Regions from separate parts of the Sus scrofa genome. Here all the other regions are linked to region 2. Evidence: chromatin contacts called from public Hi-C and HiChIP or PLAC-seq data. All regions are on one chromosome and are shown on one strand. Each heading gives the region's core, a stretch centred on a gene start, on an enhancer-like site or on the middle of the called end of the contact. The rest is flanking DNA. Distances are from core to core; before and after follow the strand shown. Region 1 has its middle 30 kb from the start of VPS54. Region 2 has its middle 110 kb from the start of LGALSL. Region 3 holds the start of PELI1 (E3 ubiquitin-protein ligase pellino homolog 1).

Evidence for each region. Hi-C and Micro-C count contacts between places; a contact is called where the count stands out from the background. HiChIP or PLAC-seq counts read pairs in DNA pulled down with a chosen protein or histone mark.
Region 1: a contact with region 2 is called in a Hi-C map of subcutaneous adipose tissue, with 2.3 times the contacts expected there. The contact joins two enhancer-like sites. A contact is called at or near these places in 2 of 5 promoter capture datasets (fetal liver and liver), 18 of 47 Hi-C or Micro-C datasets (blood, brain, embryonic fibroblasts and 10 more) and 2 of 2 datasets of contacts at active chromatin or transcription factors (alveolar macrophages and skeletal muscle).
Region 3: a contact with region 2 is called in an H3K27ac HiChIP or PLAC-seq map of skeletal muscle. The contact joins the promoter of PELI1 here to the enhancer-like site in region 2. A contact is called at or near these places in 1 of 5 promoter capture datasets (liver), 10 of 47 Hi-C or Micro-C datasets (alveolar macrophages, brain, embryonic fibroblasts and 6 more) and 2 of 2 datasets of contacts at active chromatin or transcription factors (alveolar macrophages and skeletal muscle).

Annotation. Positions count from the first base shown.
Region 1 is chr3:77,824,828-77,827,676 of Sscrofa11.1, forward strand. No RefSeq gene overlaps it. Among named protein-coding and RNA genes, the nearest start is that of VPS54, 30 kb to the right of the region's middle. Within about 2 kb of position 1,519, at least 22 of the 83 cell types and tissues checked have an H3K27ac peak or open chromatin away from gene starts, as enhancers often do. A contact at or near this core is called in retroperitoneal adipose tissue and subcutaneous adipose tissue, where this site is marked.
Region 2 is chr3:77,589,544-77,592,732 of Sscrofa11.1, forward strand. No RefSeq gene overlaps it. Among named protein-coding and RNA genes, the nearest start is that of LGALSL, 110 kb to the left of the region's middle. Within about 2 kb of position 1,613, at least 5 of the 83 cell types and tissues checked have an H3K27ac peak or open chromatin away from gene starts, as enhancers often do. A contact at or near this core is called in retroperitoneal adipose tissue, skeletal muscle and subcutaneous adipose tissue, where this site is marked.
Region 3 is chr3:77,739,082-77,741,962 of Sscrofa11.1, forward strand. It overlaps PELI1 (E3 ubiquitin-protein ligase pellino homolog 1), which reads left to right and starts at 1,379. Exons shown (of 7, transcript XM_021087454.1): 1 at 1,379-1,729.

The sequences.
Region 1 (2,849 bases), core at 269-2,768, 240 kb after region 2:
TGATTGCTGGAAATTCACGTCTTTTGTTTTTCCTTAGCTTTAAAACCGTTGCCACCTAGCTTAAATTACACTCTCAAGTTAGCAGGAACTCTTTTAAATGGAAGCCTAAGAGGTGGGGAAGTGAGGGAACAAGGAGTAAATTATTTGATGCACTGATGCCACATTATCACTTGATCGTTCCTCTGAGTCCATTATATTTTGTACTTAGAAATCTCTTTTACTTTGCCATGAAAGTGAATGATTCTATAATCTGTATTCACTCAGGACAGTTAGATATTTGAAAACATTTTTGGCTACCCTTTCCTTTGGCTATCAGTCCATGGTGGGCTCACTACAGGTTGAACTAAGACTCTATCAAGAGATCCTTTAGCAGCATCCCAAATTTAGTTAAAAAAAATTAACTTTAAAATGTACACACACTCTAAAGAGTATAACTTTTTAAAACTATGTAAAGACATCCTATTAGAGTAAAACTATACCAAAGTCTTAGGATTTTATAGGAGAAAAAAATCTTTAAAATTACTGGCCAGTTCTTGACTTCTTTTGTTCCCCCTCTATCTCCAGTGCAACAACACACTCAGTAATGACTCTCCTACATAACGCGTCTGACCTGAAGAGGACACACATCTATACCATAACTTGAAAGGTTCCTTTTTCTCTTTCTTTACACCAAGTTTGTTACTTTTCAAAGACCATATGGTGCTAATTGATGATAAGAAGCAATAGCATGATTCACAGACTGTTCTTGTTTTATGGACCAGACGCTGCTTCACCTTGAACTGAATGACATAAAACAGGCGTCTGCAGGGCCACTGACACGAAACTGCTGAGTCCCCATCTGCAGAGAAACAGTGAGTACCTGAGCAATGTTTAGTTCCCTTTTTAATTTTATAATTAAGTTGAACACTTCCTCTGCTATTGATTACAGTGATATTTAGCACACAATTAAATGTAATTGATTGGCTAGTATTGAAGTATTTCCTATATTATCAAAAACCTAAAATGTTGTTAATCAATTAAAAATCTTTATGATGTAGTATCTGGCTCTGCTTGTGTGTGTGTATGTGTGTGTGTGTGTGTGTGTGTGCGTGCATGTGCATGTGTGTGTTGGATTTTTTGCTTGTAAGTTTTTTGGAAATCTCGTGTCTTCTTAAAAAAATTTAAAAATATTATTGTGGAATAGTTGATTTACAATGCTGGTTTTGATTTTTTAAATGTTACTACACACATTCATGTAGAAAAGTTACAAAATAAAGCAAATGTGTTGAACAAAACAGAGATAAGAGCAAAAAGAAAATATTTTCCATAATTGTACCACTTGGAGAAAACAGCATTTTCTCGTATACACATCAATCTTATATAAACATATTTTACTTCTAAATTTTCACGCAAATGGACTTGATTTCTACAAGGGTGCGCTTCTGAGAAACCAACTTCCCTTGGGCAGATAGCCTATCTGCTTTGGGGGGAAGGAAGTGGCTCACATCCTGACAAGCAGGGAGGGCATCATTGTTCCTCTCTCAGAATTGGCATAAAGCCTTCTCCCAGAAAGACAATTATGTGACAGAGGATCCAAGAGCTGGCCCAGTCTTAGGGGAAAGTGGTGTGTAAAAGTGGCTTACTCCGTTTCTCTAATTATTACAACCCAGAAGAACATGGGTTTGCATCCCAGCTGTTCCTTACAAACCAGGTAACCACAGATAAGTTAGAAACCCCTTTCTGCCACAGGCTTCTCATCTGGGGAACAATACAGGAACAATAACAGTACAGACCTCACTGGGTTCTTGCAAAGACTAATGAGTTATTACAACATAGCCCTCAGTGCCCGGCCTGCAGTAGGGTTTCCACAAATGTCAGCAGCAGTGTTGTTATGGTCGTAGATGGCCTTGAGGATTATGTGAACTATTCTATTTGAAACTCCTGCCACGCCTAGGAGTTATCGTTACAATATATAGTATTGCATGGAGAATTTGTTCTTGATCACCCACCTTTTCACTTGGCAGCACTCCCCATTTTTTTCTCTAGTCCAGGGCTGTTTACTAGGACTTTCTGTGATCATAGAAATGGTCAATAATCTATGCTGTCCAACCTGGTAGCCATTAACCAAATATAGCTATTGTGCTGTTGAAATGTGTTTAGTGCAACTGAAGGATTGAACTTTTTGTTTTAATTTCATTTAACTTCAGTCAATTTAACTAGTCAAAGCTAGTGCCTTAATATCTGTCTGCTCCTACTCCCATCTCATCATAGTAATTGCCTTTAGGCACAAGGCAAATCCATCTGTAGCAACTTTAGCAAATTTCTCCTCATTCGCGCTGTTTTGAATAACATCTTTTGACAAAAACCTTTTTTTAATTGAAATATAGTTGACATAGTTCCTTCTTGATAAATGATAAAATACAAACATACCATTAAGAAAATAGAAACAAACTGAGTGTATATAGTGTCAAGCTTCTCAGCCAAGTGTGGCTTTCCATTGTGCATCATGCAAACCTGAATGAGAACAACTTAATAAGCTTTTCAAGAGATATTTGGCAGGTTAGTATAAAAGGTTTCTTTACAAATCTGGAATGAAAAGGGGACAATTCTGTGATCAAATGCTCTTCCTCACAATATATAGCAGACTGCTTCTTGATCTGTTCTGATTCTGTCTTTAGGTCGGTTCTTTTCCTCCCTGTGCCTCTTGCTCGGAGCCCCTTCTGAGCCTCAGGTCGCTGCCTTCATCCATACCTGTTGGTGTTGAGACCAAAGCTGTCAGGCTCCCTGAGGGCAGCCACTGAGTAACTCAGAGCCAGTAAATAGGGGCTGGGTCCCAGAAGTGAGCCCACATGCCCTTTTCATGAGCCCAT
Region 2 (3,189 bases), core at 363-2,862:
TCTGCAAAGCCGCTGTACTGAAATCTGTAAGAGTTTGTGTGAGGGTGTGGCTACCCCTTATTCTGACTTGCGTATGTATTCTACTTGATAATTCTATTGGTTGAGTGGATGGATGGACATATGAATAACAGCTTTACTCTCAGCAGGGCGTCTGGTGTGGCAGACACTGTCACTACTTTGCCTATATCATCTCTGTTTTCACTTCTGTATACCAAAGGCTGCTTATTTCACACCCCTGCCACCCTGTCTCTGTGAGCCTTTATTTGGCCGGGGAGCCAGAGGAGGAGGCTTACTGTCCTAGAAGCAGCCTTCAACCCATGGTAGATGGGGACATGATGGATAACGAGCCCAGCTTCCTTGTATCTCGCGTGAGATGACTGAGGCGTGTCTGCACATTGAGGTTAAACCTAGTTGTCTAGTTGTCCTTAGTGATCACTGTTTGATAACATCCTTTGCAATCTTTCTTGCCTTCACAGCTTCCCTTCTCCATTCCCCTTCCAGTGTTTCCTGGGATCCCCTTCCTAACGACCTGCTTGTCCTGGAATCCTTGTTTTAGAGCATACTTCCGTGGGAACCCAAACTAAAACATCCAATTCACTGATTGCTCCGACACATGATACACGACTGAACAGTCCCCAGGTGTCACCCTTAACCTTCTGTCTACTTCCTAAACATGAGAATAATCTAGTTGGAAGAAAAGTGACATTTAACCTGCACCTCTTTGGAATAGTATTAAACCCTGTCAAAGTGTAAAATCAGTAGATTTTATTGCCAAGACATGTGCATGGCCAACTTTCCCCACCTTCCATCTGTCAGTAACCCCCTCCCCCCCACCTCCACCCCTAACCAGAGGGACTCCCACAGCCTACTGGATCTCTGTTTGGTTTAAATTTTTATGTCGTGCATTATTTAACTCACATGTAATTGAAATAGTATTAAACTCTTTCTTGATTAATTCTCCCTGGAAATTCTCATCAACTATTTAATAGAAGTTCTGTTCTATTACCGAAGCTGATCAGATTCTTTTATTTAAGGACTGAAAGGAGGACGCATGTCAGACTCACAAGCCCATTTTCCTGGTCAGCCTTCTTTGATGATGTAATTTTTTTTTAAATCTCTGAGGGAGTCATGTTTGTTAAAGGAACAGTCCTTTTAACTTCCCTCTGATTACTGAGTTCCTAAATCTCTGCAGCTCCTCAGAAAACCTGCTATAGTTTCAAGCAACCCTTTAAAGTGGTAATTCTCTGCCCTAGGTGTGCATGGAAATTACCCAGGAGCTTTTATTTCCAGAGACTTTTGGGTCCCACTGTAGATCAGTCAAATGGCTGTGTCTGGGCAACAGTAGCTTTTTTGTCCAGGGGGCCCTGATGCGCAGCCAGAGCTGAGAGCCACTGATTTAAGAGGGCAGAGCTTCCAAAGCTATGAACACCAGTTGCCCCATGAGCTGCAGCTCTAGACAAAGCAGGAAGAGCTAAGCGTCACTGATGGTACCCCCAGGTGATAGCACACATCCTAATAATCCAGTCTCTGCATTTGTGGGCTGCTCCACCCTTCCCTCCAACCTCCACTCATGTTTTGCTCCCTGCACTTGAGCCAAGAGGCCTCAGGAAGCCTCTCATCAAGCCGCCCACACTCTAATGAGAAAACATCCACCATGCAATGCAATAACCTTTTGTTCCCATCACAGAGCAAAGAACTCTGCTCCCCAAGGAGATTTCGAATCAAGAATTTTATTTTCTTGTTTGAAAGTTTGTGCCGTTGAGCCTCATGCATTTTCATTTCTCATGCATTTCCATTTCCCTATCTTCCAATTTGGGAAATTTTTGTTCCTGGCTGAACCTCTGTGTATTTTCTCAGCCTTGGTGGATGTGGCTGCCTTTATCCCTGGGGTGTCATTCTAGAGAAGGAGTTCCTCCTGTTCCCAGAAACAAACAAAAAAAATCCAAAAAAGAAAAGAAAGAAAGAAAATGGAACCTATAAACTGGGACATCTGTCTACAAATGACCTCTATTAAGCCCGACCCTTGAGGAGCTTAGGGCCCTGCAGGACTTCTTTAAGCCTGATAATCCTCTCTTGTAAAACTTTAAGAAACCACAGTGAGTGACCATTTGGGACTCCACGCCAAATGGTAACATAATTTAATTAAGTAGGTCCATGAACTTTCTAAAGTGTCTGTAGATTTTGGTGTATACATGCATTTTTTCTGAGGAGACGATCTCAAATTCTCATACAGGTACGTGACCCCACGAAGTTTAAGAATTAGCAATTTCATGCTTCCTCCCTCTTTCCCAAGAGCCCAAACACAGATATTTGACATGAGGCACTAACGCTGACACTTTTACACACCCTTGGCTCCTCCCTCCTTGGCCTTCACCGTCCGGGGGCTCTGGACACAGCATATGAACTGCTGGTCTAGAGAAAGGGGCTCTAGGGTCCCACAGTACCCAGAAGCCAAGAGCCAAGAGGACAAAGTGACCTGGTTCTGAGGGCCCAGCAGTGCTTCAGAAGAAGATATGATGTGGGTTCTTTTTTAAATATAGATTATGTCGGAGGAGTTCCCATTGTGGCTCAGCGGAAACGAATCTGACTCTCATCCATGAGGACGCAGGTTCGATCCCTGGCCTCAGTAGTTTAAGGATCTGGCTGCAGACACGGCTCAGATCTGGTGTGGCTGTGGCTGTAGCTGTGGCGTAGGCTGGCAGCTACAGCTCTGATTCGACCCCTAGTTTGGGAACCTCCATATGCTGCGGGTATGGCCCTGAAAAGACAAAAAAAGAAAATTTTATTGGAGCATAGGTAGCTTACATTGTTGTATTAACCAAGTGAATCAGCCATACATTTACATATATATCCATTCTTTTTCAGATTCTTTCCCCATATAAGCTATCACAGGGTACTGAGTAGGCTTCCCTGAGCTGTATTGTTACAGATCGATTTTGTGTGTAGTGGTGTGTATATATGGCATGTGCTCTTAGGTGGCCTATGAGGTCCCCAGCAAACATTGTGCAGGATGAATGTACCTGCAGACCGAGGGCTGCGTTGCTTAGAGAGGATCATCTCCCTCTTCAGCAAGTATATGTGATTATTTTCTTTCCATGGATTCTTAAAAAAGCTTGAGAATGTGGTTACCTGTCACTGTCAGGCTTTCCCCTGTATCAGAGCACAGTCACTAGTGAGGAGAGGGGAAGA
Region 3 (2,881 bases), core at 129-2,628, 150 kb after region 2:
CTAGTCATCCTCAAGTTTAAGCGTTCTTTGAAGCATTTTCTGAAACTGCCTGAGCCTGGGGTAACTGTGTGTTGAAGCACCTGGTGTACTTTCCTATTAAGGTATTATCACACTGAGTCTATTTATTTACCTGGCTCCTCTTTTGCACAGTAAGCACTTAAACAGTGTTTCTTTTACATTCCTGTATCTCTCTTTCTGAGAACTAATAAAGTACCTGAGGCGTAGTATATTCAAGAATGTTTTCTAAATGAATAATTATGTGGTCTGCAAACATAAGGATCCTTGATCTTGAAACTCTCTATCTGAAAACCTCAACTTTTCCTGTTTCTGATTTCTAAACATTGATCTTTTTTCTTCCAGAGTATGGGGTTCTAGGTGGGCAGAGAAGAAAAACAAAAGAGCTTGGACAGGCTGTCTTAAGTCCTCTAGAGATCCAATAACATGTTTGCCTTTCACCACCCTCTTCGGCCACTATTTACACCTGGGTGCCCTGTATGGGTGTAGCCCTAGCTGACCAGCCCAACAGCATACTCAGACAGTGGTTCAGACTTCTCTTATTGCTAATTGAAAGTTGCCAATGTATATACAGTAAACAATTTTCAACTTTTCACTTATCTTTTGAACTTATACTTTATGAAATTCTTATTTCTTAAAAATTCTAGGCCTTAAAATTTAAACGTTTGATTACTTTGCACCGATCAAGTAAGATATAGCGATCTTGATCCTGAGCTCTACCTTTGCTGGCCTTAAAGAAGCCAGTTAGATGTGACTTGAGCGAAGAAATTAACTATGGGAATCTGACAATGGATTTGTTCCTAGCAGTTTTATAACTTAATTGTAAAGTTATTGGAAGCAACTACGTTTCTACAAGTCTTAGGTTAAAAAAATAAACGGAAAAAACCCTTGAATTTAAGGCAGGGAGGGCTCCCTTGAGGGAAGGGAAATGGTTGTGATTCGGCATTTATGGCATAAAATTAAGCAGCAGGGAAGACCAAAATATGAAGAAGTCAGATTTCACTGAGCACTTGTGAGTGGTGAGGTTAGGAAATTGGGGGTGGAGCGAAGTAAGAAGGACCAGCTAAAAGTAGGATCCTTAACAGCACCATAACACAAGGAGGGCCTTGTTCAGCCAGCAGCCGCGCTGAACACGTTCCCTTCCTCAGTATGTCTGTGACCATAGTAACAGTGGGGCCGACCCTCTCCCTCCCGAGCATGCGCAGTGCGGAGCGAGCAGGGACTCGTCCTCAACAATGTACCCCTTTTTCTTCAGTCAGAGAACTACAACTCCCAAGAGACCGCTCGGCGCCGCGGCACCGCCTCCCTCTATGGCCCTGCCCCGTCCCCTCCCTCCGGCCCCGCCTTCCAGCTAGTCCCCTCCCCTCCCTCTGAGTGTGTGTCAGTGACCCAGAGGCGGAGTGAGGCGGAGGGACCGTCGGGGGGCGCCGCCGCTGCCGCCTCCAGCAGCAGCACTAGCCGAGCCGCGCGTTCGGGTTTGCCTCGAGCCCTCCGGGAGCGCATCACAAAGCGGGCCCCGCGGCTCTCCCTCCGCCCGCGGCTCGTCAGCGCTCAGCTCCGCGGCCAACTTCCCCTCGCCGGGCTCGGCCGGCTGGCGCGGAAGGCGGCGGCGGAACGCCGGGCTGTCTGCTCGCGCTCCCCGCGCACGCACACTTCACCCCCTCGCCCCGGGTCTCGGGGCCGTGCTGGGATTCCGGCCACCAGCAATTGTCCGGTGAGTGTGGCCGCGGCACGCCGCGGGAGGGGTCGACACGGAGCGGGCGAGGGGTGCGGGCCAGGCGGGCGCGCAACTTCCTCGGCGGCTTCCCGGGGCGGACGGCCGGGTTTAGGCGGCCAGCTTTCCCCGCCCGCCTGCGCGCCCCCGCGCCGAAGCGGAGTTTGCGGCGCCCTCATCCCGCGCCTTCGCAGGAGGAAGCGCCTTTGTCAGGAGCCGGCCCGACGCGCCCTCCCCCTCCGCCCAGGAACGGGCGCGCGGCGGCCAAGTCCGAGCCCCGCGCCCCGCGCCGGGCCACCAGCTGAGGGAGGGGAGCTTCGCGGGGGCGGGGAACGAGGTAGAATTGAAAGAGAAACAAAGGGGGGCGGAGGGCTTTTCTTTTGTTTGTACGAATCTGATAACTTCTTTTTCCTTCTTTACATAACACAGACTTCCAAGTTAGTCATTTTGTTTATTGTCATGATTATTGTCATCATCACTGCTTGTCCCTCGCGTTTCCTTTCATCTGTGGATCTCAGAGCACTTAAAAACACCAATTAGTTACACCTCCGGGGCCCCTACGAAACAAAGTTAATGCCCCGGTTTCCGTAAGTGGGTAAACTGAGGTCCGGAAGAGCTCGCTAATTGATGGATACCCTTGATCTTCCACCACGCCTGGTGTCTGAGGACCTGAAAGCATTTATGAGTAAGAACTGGTTCTTCAGTGCCCTATGGAAAAGTTGAAGATACTCATTTTACTTACAGGTTAACCGAAGTCTAAAAGAAGTCTGGGTAATTGTTAGGTAGTTGAAACAATAACTCTTCTTACACGATGTTTTGAATCTTAAAACCTCAAAGGACTCTTGAAAAATGCTACGAATGGGGAGAAAGAATACTGTACACCATAAACTCATCTCACCCATCTGCTTTTATTTTTGTACCTGCGGGTAGGCAAGACAGCAATCATGGGGGTGGGAGGGCAGAGATTTTTTTTAATGTAGGTTTAACAGATTTAGTCACAACACACAAGGAACTGTGTCTTGGTTTTAATAGCACCAACAGCCTTCCCATCGTTTAGTCATCAAATTGAGTGAGCACCTTATCCATAAGGTACTGGTTGTACAAAGAACCAGAAGCTTTAAGTGTAAGAAAAGGTCATCTATTTGTTTTGGT